Linked DNA regions of Danio rerio: region 1 is linked to region 2. Evidence: chromatin contacts called from public Micro-C data. All regions are on one chromosome and are shown on one strand. Each heading gives the region's core, a stretch centred on a gene start, on an enhancer-like site or on the middle of the called end of the contact. The rest is flanking DNA. Distances are from core to core; before and after follow the strand shown.

Evidence for each region. Hi-C and Micro-C count contacts between places; a contact is called where the count stands out from the background.
Region 1: a contact with region 2 is called in a Micro-C map of caudal fin, with 6 times the contacts expected there. The contact joins the promoter of ctdspla here to the enhancer-like site in region 2. A contact is called at or near these places in 6 of 18 Hi-C or Micro-C datasets (caudal fin, embryo, hematopoietic stem cells and 2 more) and 2 of 4 datasets of contacts at active chromatin or transcription factors (caudal fin and embryo).

Annotation. Positions count from the first base shown.
Region 1 is chr24:24,402,338-24,407,089 of GRCz12tu, forward strand. ctdspla (CTD (carboxy-terminal domain, RNA polymerase II, polypeptide A) small phosphatase-like a) reads right to left here and starts at 1,892. Exons shown (of 7, transcript NM_001045447.2): 1 at 1,478-1,892. The coding sequence starts at 1,553.
Region 2 is chr24:24,357,626-24,362,126 of GRCz12tu, forward strand. It overlaps ctdspla (CTD (carboxy-terminal domain, RNA polymerase II, polypeptide A) small phosphatase-like a), which reads right to left. Exons shown (of 7, transcript NM_001045447.2): 3 at 3,259-3,360. Among named protein-coding and RNA genes, the nearest start is that of mir26a-3, 17 kb to the left of the region's middle. Within about 2 kb of position 1,881, at least 34 of the 62 cell types and tissues checked have an H3K27ac peak or open chromatin away from gene starts, as enhancers often do. A contact at or near this core is called in caudal fin and skeletal muscle, where this site is marked.

The sequences.
Region 1 (4,752 bases), core at 642-3,141, 45 kb after region 2:
GAATCCAGACTATAGATCTGGCTTTGTGAGACTATATTTTGAATAAAACCCCTTTCTTGGCATGACAGAAAAGTACAGAAAGACTCTTTCAACATTATCTTTTATTTTAAGCATTCGTTTCATGTGTCAGAATCGAAGAGGTGATGTACATGTCACATCCTTTTGATTATCCCAGCAGAAATGCTCAGTCTTTCACATAAAAAGTTGTCAATAGGCATTCAAAACAACCTAAGAAGTCAAAGAGTTTTTTTTTAATTATTAAAATCTGTGGAATAGACTGCAATTCTTGTCTACAGCCATTTTAAATGTTTGTTTGTTTTTGTAGCATCCACAATGACTTTTCACATAGAAAACCATCCACACACCTAACCAGTACAATATTGTTATGTGAAAGGCGGGGAGGACATACATTTATAACTAAAGAGAGTCTAAAATCATCAAAAACACTACCTTATTATACATTATCTGAGCATAAGAAATACTAAAATTCCATACCACCATAAACAGCAAGTAAGGCAAAGCCAGTTCACAGTGCATTGATTTAAGGTTCAGTGGCATTAAATAATTTGATCCGCTTATTGAGGCTCCAGCACAAGCATTAAGACTGTTTGCTCTGATGCTTAGGAAAATAACTGTGTGCAAGTACAGTGCATTCATGTTAAACACATTGTTGCTTAATACTGTACCACAAAGAGACGGCCAGCAGGTTGGAAACAGTATAAGATTCTCAGAAAGGAACTGGCAACCATACATAATTTTCATATTCAGAACGCTCTTAAAAATAAATTTGACATGCATGAAAAACCTTTTCACATCCAAAAATTATTTCAGTTTCATAAAAGGTTCTTCATTCTTTATGTTATTATTTGGCCCTTCCAGGTTTATTTTTATATTGCTATGAATATATATAATAATAAAGATTTAAATAGATTTTTAATTTATATTACAGTAATTTATTTAGATTTGTTGATTCTTTTCCAGAAAATGACACTGGTCAAATGTTTTCATTTGTTGTGATCGGAAATAGAGATGTTTACAAAATAAGACAAAAAAATATTGTTTTACTCAAAAACAACTGGCCTATATTGCCATTTTGAGCACTATATATAAATATAATTTAGTTTTGCTAACCAATTGCCATTATCTGAAAAAAAATCTTCAAAATGACAGTAGATATATTTGAAAATAAGAAGAAATATTAACAGACCTTTATAGCTTCAAAATATATAAATGTTTTACTCAAACCCCCACCTAAATCCTGTGAATCTAGATAAACTGAGAATTGTCAAGCAGTCTCCTAATTTTTCATCCATAAATAATACTAATAACAATACAACTACTACTAATAATAAAAAATATTAGAAGTAGTAGATTTAAACAAAATATATTAATTTCATCAGCAGAAACGCCGCAGTTGATTCCGCTGTCAAAACAAAAACATCCTTCATCCAGTCACATTCACAGCCAATCGCCTTACCTTTTTCTTGGCAAGAAGAAAGGATCTCTTCCTCCTTTGGATTTGCTACCTGGGTAATGATGGACGTGTTGTCCATGGAAACGGGATTTTATTCCTCCTCGGTCACTTATGTTTTGATAATTTTCGGCTAGCCTGATGCTAGCGAGCTAGCGTGTGAGTCCAGATGGCAGACGCACCATACATGCATTCACCGCACACGATCCTCCAGCACCGCATCCAAATAAACACACACACGCACGCACACACGCACACACACCGCACAAACAGCAGATCCTCCTGTCAGACCGCAGAAACTAGCAACAGTTCAGCCTTCATGTCCTGTGAGGTCTATGGAGATCAGTGACAGTGTGTAATAACAAAGAGTCTGATCTGCAGCCGCTCTTTTCTCTCCCCGTATGTGTGTGTGTGTGTGTGTGTGTGTGCGCGCGCACACACAAACTAATGTGACCGTGTGAAACTGGGATTTGCAACAATGTAGCCTACTGTGGTAACAACTACAGTGAGAATGACCTGCTTTTGGAAAGACATTGTTGATGTTAAAAACACGGGGGGAATTAAGGTAAGGCACTGCAGGTGAGTATGGTAAAAAATAAAATAAAATCAAATAGGCCTAATTAAAAATAAATAAAATAATAATAATAATAATGATAATATAGGTTAATCAGTCAGATGATGTATAACAATATTCCCAAATAACCTTCAAATTATAGACATAAGTAAATCTTTAAAGTTTGGTGTATGTATATATTTATACGTACAAATTAAATTATACAAAATGTAAAAGTGAATTTTGGATGTTTTGTTTAAACCAGGAAAAATGAGAGAGAGAGAGAGAGAGAGAGAGAGAGAGAAAGAGGTCTTAGATTAATTCATTGTGATATTGTGTTATTGAAGTTTACATTACTTGGTGATCATAGTTTTACTTAATATCAGCTAAGCTGTCAGAAGAAGCAGAGGCAAACAATAAATTTCATGACAATATTCTAATTTAGGATGTCACGATGGCACAGTGGGTAGCACGATCGCTTCACAGCAAGAAGGTCACTGGTTCGAGTGGGTCAGTTCAGTTGTCATTTCTGTGTGGATGTTCTTCTCCTGTTCACATGGGTTTCCTCGGGTAAGCTAAATTGTCTGAAGTGTATGGGTGTGAATGAGTGTGTATGGGTGTTTCCTATTGTTGGGTTGCAGCTGGAAGGGCATCCGCTGCGTAAAACAGATGCTGAAAAAGTTGGCGGTTCATTCCACTGTGGCGACCCCAGATTAACAATACTGTAGGACTAACCTGAAAAGAAAATGAATGAATGAATAAATGAATTAAACTATTTTAATTAATCCCTTATGCATGTTTTCTACAAAAGTAACAATTAAATGTTTTAATTAAACAAAAATAATAATAATATTACATTATTTCTAAAAACAACAACGTAATATGCTCTACAAAAAATAAACATCTTGAATTTTTTTAAACAAATAATATACAAAATATATAATTAAATCATATTTCTATTTCATTATTTAAAAACATTGTGCAATGTATGCCCTGCAACACACACAAACACACACACACACACACACACACACACACACACACACACACACACACACACACACATCAGTTTTCATTTTGTTTTCTATACAAAAGAATATTTAAATTATTCATTCATTCCTTCATTTTCTTTTTGGCTTAGTCCCTTTATTAATCCGGGGAAAATACTTCTAAAATATATAAAATAAAATTTCACATTAAACTGTTTAATTACTCCCAGGTTTGTTTGTATTTTTTTAACTGGCTTTTAAAATATTTGCAGTATATGTTACCAGTTTTCTTAGTTGCTTAATCTGTAAACATCAGATATGACGAATAAAAAAAATCTTAAAGATAAAAGCATAAAGTACACATCTGTGGTTTAAAGGGAAATGCTTTTGCCGAGATACTAAGAGAATTCGCAGTGATTTCAGAAATCTTTTAATGACAGAGAGAAAGAGAGAGTGAAAAAGAAAGAGGTGGGAGGGTTATTGAATATTTTATGAAGGTGGGTGTTTGATCTTAATGTTTAATAAGGCTGGCTGTGTGATGCAATCGTCACTTCGGATGGTTTTACAGCTTTTTTAAATACTCTTATCACATTTTTATAGCCTTTGTACTCATCATGCAATATTAATAAAAGCGATTATGTAAATATAAATGAAAACATTTCAACAGTCAATAAAACAAATAACATTTTGTGTGTGTTGGTCTTATGTAGAGTTGTTAAGTGTGTTAAATGTGTTGACAGTGTTTACATTCTGGCGAATGGCTTTAGTGTAAATAAAAAATGGATTTACTAAATAGTTTTTCCATGGTTGTTGTAACAAGGCAATATTTAAATGTGTGCTTATACTGACATCTGGTGGCTAAATAGTAAATTGTTAGTTTTGTTATTTTATTATTATTTTTTTTAAACTTTAGTCAATATTCAAGCCTTGACAAGTGCATTTTGGAATTAGTTTTAATTTATTTATTTATTTATGTATTTACAGTTGATGCCTCATATTCTAAAACATTTGGCTGACTATCAAGTCCTGGTTAAAAAACCTGGTTCGGAGGTGATAATAAATAAAGGCTCAACTGAAGTGAGTTCGATTAATTTAGTAGATGCTTACACCAGATTTACACAAATTATGAACACTTAAAAACAAACATTTCACCTGAAGACATTAATTTATTATGTTATGTTATGTTATGTTATGTTATGTTATGTTATGTTATGTTATGTTATGTTATGTTATGTTATGTTATGTTATGTTATGTTATTTTATGGGCAATGCAGTGGCGCAGTAGGTAGTGCTGTTGGCTCACAGCAAGAGGGTCGCTGGTTTGAACCTCAGCCTGCGTAAAAATGTGCTGGATAAGTTGGCAGTTCATTCCACTGAAGCGACCTCAGATTAATAAAGCGACTAAGCCGACAAGAAAATGAATATTATATTATATTATATTATATTATATTATATTATATTATATTATATTATATTATATTATATTATATTATATTATATTATATTATACATTTTAGTGTAAGGAAAAGCAGTCTTAGTCTTTGACTTAGTCTTAGTGAAGAACTTGGCAGCTTCTATACTGTCTATCCACACTGATTGATAACTAAAATTATAAAAGTGTTATTAGTAATATCCTGAACTACTCAAGTCTTGAACTCTACATCATCCATCATCAGTGTAAAGCTGCACTCCATCTTACTAAAGTTCAAACTACTGCACCAACTGCAAAGAACTTGACT
Region 2 (4,501 bases), core at 631-3,130:
TTGTATCTCTCCGTTAAACAGAAATAGGGGAAAAATTAAACAGGGGGGCTAATAATTCTGACTTCAACTGTATATATATATATATATATATATATATATATATATATATATATATATATATATATATATATATATATATATATATATATATATATATATATATGTATATATATATATATACATACACATACATACATACATACATATATATATATATATATATATATATATATATATATATATATATATATATATATATATATATATATATATACATATATATATATATATATATATATATATATATATATATATATATATATATATATATATATATATATATATATATATACATACATATATATATATATATATATACATATATATATATATATATATATATACATATATATATATATATAAACCAAGCAATTCAATTTATAAACAAATACATAAAGTTGTAAAGTTTTATTTTTTTTTAAATGATGGTTCCTTACCACATAATAATAAATAATAAATATGCTTACTTTGAGTATTTATTTGAGATTATAGAATTTATTTGAGAATAAAGATTGCAGTGATGCAAAAGAAAAAAATGCAGAAAAGTAAAGTACAATTACAGCAAAAAGCTCTAAAAAAGAGGCAATTTATTTAAAGATGTAAAAAAGGCATTTCATTTTTTAAAGGCGTTTAATATTATAGAAAAACGCCTTTTTTGAGACTGGATTTTGTTACCAAACACATACTTGTACACCTGTTTACAAACAGTTGGAAACTGAAACATATATATTGTGGTGTGTAAAAGAACAATAATGCAGGTAAAATTAATCCATTAACTTTAAAAAACTAAGCGATAGATATGTTTTAATTAAAAATACATTACCAGTTAAAAGTTTGTGGTCAGTAGGATTTTTAAATGCTTTAGAATAAGCTTCTCCTGCTCACCAAGACTGCATTTTTAAAATTAAAAATACAGTCAAAATTGTAAAATTGTGAAATGTTATTTCACTATAAAATAACGAAAAGTGGTTTATAATTTCATTTAATAATTTATTCAAGTGATTTTAAACTTGAATTTTCAGCTTCATTACTCCAGTCTTCAGAGTCACGTGATCCTTCAGAAATCACTCTAATATTAATTTTTATTACTATTGTAATAATTTTATTAATGGTAATAGTAATAAAATCAATAATGTCTGGAGTAATATTTTCATTTGAAACTACATACAATAAGAAAGCAATTATTTAAAATTGTAAATAATTTTTACATTAATTTAATGCCACCTTGATGAACAGAATCATTTTCTTAAAAAAAAAAACATTAATAAAGAATCACCCCAAACTTTTGACCGGTAGTGTATATATTTTTAGACATTTTGAGCAACTAAATACCATTTATTCCAAAGAGGTTTTTAACTCTTTATGATCAGATATGTTCTTATAAACCTCAAACAATCTGTTTTAAACGCAATTTCTCACCAATTCCTTTTTAAAGCAAATGTACGTCCAGTTGTTTATTTATTTGATTGTTAAAAAGCTATTTTAAAAAGCACCCTGACTATATTGAACAGTAATATATAAAATGAAACATTAAAAAGTAACGTTGTTTATATTTTATTCCATTTTGCAGCTTTATTTTGTAAATGTAAGTAAAGTAATTGTGTAAATGCCAAAGATTTAATTTAGTCAATTCATAAATGTAAAAAATATACATATACGCAATAATCACGAGTATCAAAATACATTGTAAACAAGTACGGCCACCATCAAATCTTTGTTGTGTAACTGTGAGCATACCTTTTTCAATGTAACATGTGAGCGCGAGTGTGTTTTGATGTCAGGGTGGGTGTATTTGTGTGTGTGTGTGTGCGAGGTTGTGAACGCGCACAAAGGCATGCATCCCTCTCTCTGGGCCTCTTTCTCTCAGTCGCCGCCTTTCTCTCGTCTCTGAGCAAAAACAGGAGCTGCCAGGCAGACATTTTAAAGGAGGACAGGCTTTGCTTTACCAAAACATAGTTATTAGTCTTAGAGCAAACACATTCACTATCTGTCACAGTCATTCTCTCTTGGGAGCGAGGATTCATCCAGCTGTGCGAGACATGTATGCATTAAGCTGGATGCCTGTATATATATGTAAATCTGAGCTGATTGTGTGCAGTCAAGTTGTTTATTTGACCATATGTGTGTGTGAGTGTGTGTACGTATGACTTAAAAAGCAGCCTAAAACCAAGATGCAGAGAAGTGGGTCACTACACTCAGCAGGTGGCTCCCTGAAGCACTACTTTCTAGGGACCAGACAAACATTTAATCACTGAAGAGGATTTAATTCATCTGGGACTTAAAATCCACCCCAACGGTCTCAAAGATCTGCCAATACAGTCTGTTATCATGGCTTTTGTTGTGGCAGCAAATCATCAGGCCAATTAAAACCCTCTGAATTTATACTTTTTCATCTATTAATGAAGACTGAGATTACTGTGTATACTAAGACAGCTGTCTTTTCATGGAGAACTGTAAGTGAAATGAAACCTCAAAAGTGATTAGTTTGAAATGGCTTCACATACACAGAAACTCCATACAAACAATGCTTTGTGTAGGAGACTTGATTTATACACTCTTTTAGGAATAAAAAACAAACAAAGCAGACAAATAAATGGTAACTTCTATATTCTATTAGTAGACAGAAAAACACAGATTAATAATCAACACTGCCTGCTTTCTCCACCATGTCATATTGTAATGCTTTCAGAGATTTGCTTCTCCATAAAAAAAGTCTTGTCATTGATCTTTGTTGTAAGAGTAACATAAAATATATATATATATATATATATATATATATATATATATATATATATATATATATATATATATATATATATATATGGTTTCTACTGTATTTTTAATGGAAAATATATATATTTTTAGCATTTTCTAAATATACTAAACTCAAATAAATTCAGGGGTTTCCTCCTCCATGCAAGATCTTTATTATACAAAATAAAAAAATAAAAAAATGTGATTCTTCAAAAGAATCCTCATGCAAGCAGCTAATTAGGTTTTGAAACATAACTATAGTTAAAAATACATATTTTTAAAAATCTTGTCATATAATATAGAAGAAACTGATTAACATGAGGAAACAACGATTTAGTAATTCCATACAAAAAGGTGAATATTAGATTTAACATCCCCTTTATTCACACATAAAATATCATAGCAAAGATGTTAGTATTTTAGTTTATGTGAGAGAATAAGTACCTTGAAGGAGCTGTGCACAAGGGTCTCGTCCAGGTCAATGACCACACAGTTCTTGCCGTAATCATTAATGCTGACCTCAGGCAAAATGTATTTGGCTGGAGGCTGGAAAAAACACAATACAGATAAATACATAAAAGGAGAAGAGGCCAAACAAGCAGTTCAGCAGAGGATAAAAGATGCATGCTTATCATATCAGCCAGACATTTGAAGTAATAATCAAAAGCTATGGTCCACAATCCAACGGGGCACAACATGCTCTGGAGATTCTTCTGTTGTTGTCCAATATCAATCCCAAATGATGTACTGGGATCTGGTGCTTTTGGATAACCTTGAAACAGCGATCACAGCACTGCGTTAAAGTGACTGTCCCTCAAATTGGCTTCACTGCCAAATCATGCTGCCTAAACACAAGCTGCCTCTGTAGACGCTCTGCCAGAAATGGGAAAGAGACGTCCTTTACTAAGCCTGACCTAAGGGAGGCAGATGGACTTGCCTAAGGGGCCGGAACACACTCTCACTTATTCAAAGACGCAAGCTAAGTCATACACATCCCATGCATGCATGCATGCATGAATAAGAAATGTACATTCATGACAGTAATATGCCTAATACCCTATACATGTGCAGTTGAGCATGAGTGTTAATTAAAGGTCATGGAGGACTGGATGATTTATCTGTGCCAGTATAAATCTGTCTGAGGCCTTCATGACCTTTCACTGCTGTTACATACGGTACGTCTACCTCATCAGATTTCAACAACTATTATCAATTCTAATCAGATCTATTGCTTTTTAACTATTCGTATAGAATTTATAGGCAGTTGGATATAGTATAGTACAGTATCCATTTATTTCCATTTCCACTGTCAGAAGTACCAAAGTAGCTAACCGTACCACTTTTGGGACCCTAAGAAAAGCAGCTGCTGCTCACTGCTGCAGAACACTATTGGTTTACAAAGAATTGTCACTTACATAATATTAAATTCTGTTCTACACTTTATTAGGTACACCTGTCCAACTGCTCGTTAATGCAAATTTCGAATCAGCCAATCACATGGGTTGGATCCGAAATCGCCTACTACTCAATAGGTACTGCATTTGATATTAAATGTACTACTCGACCGTTAGAAAAGTACTTTCTATACAGTGTAAATGTGAGTGGTATGAATGTAACTCGGACGTACTACATCCTCCATTCTGTCATGATCCCATGACCTACCCAGTCATTTGCATAGCTTCACTCC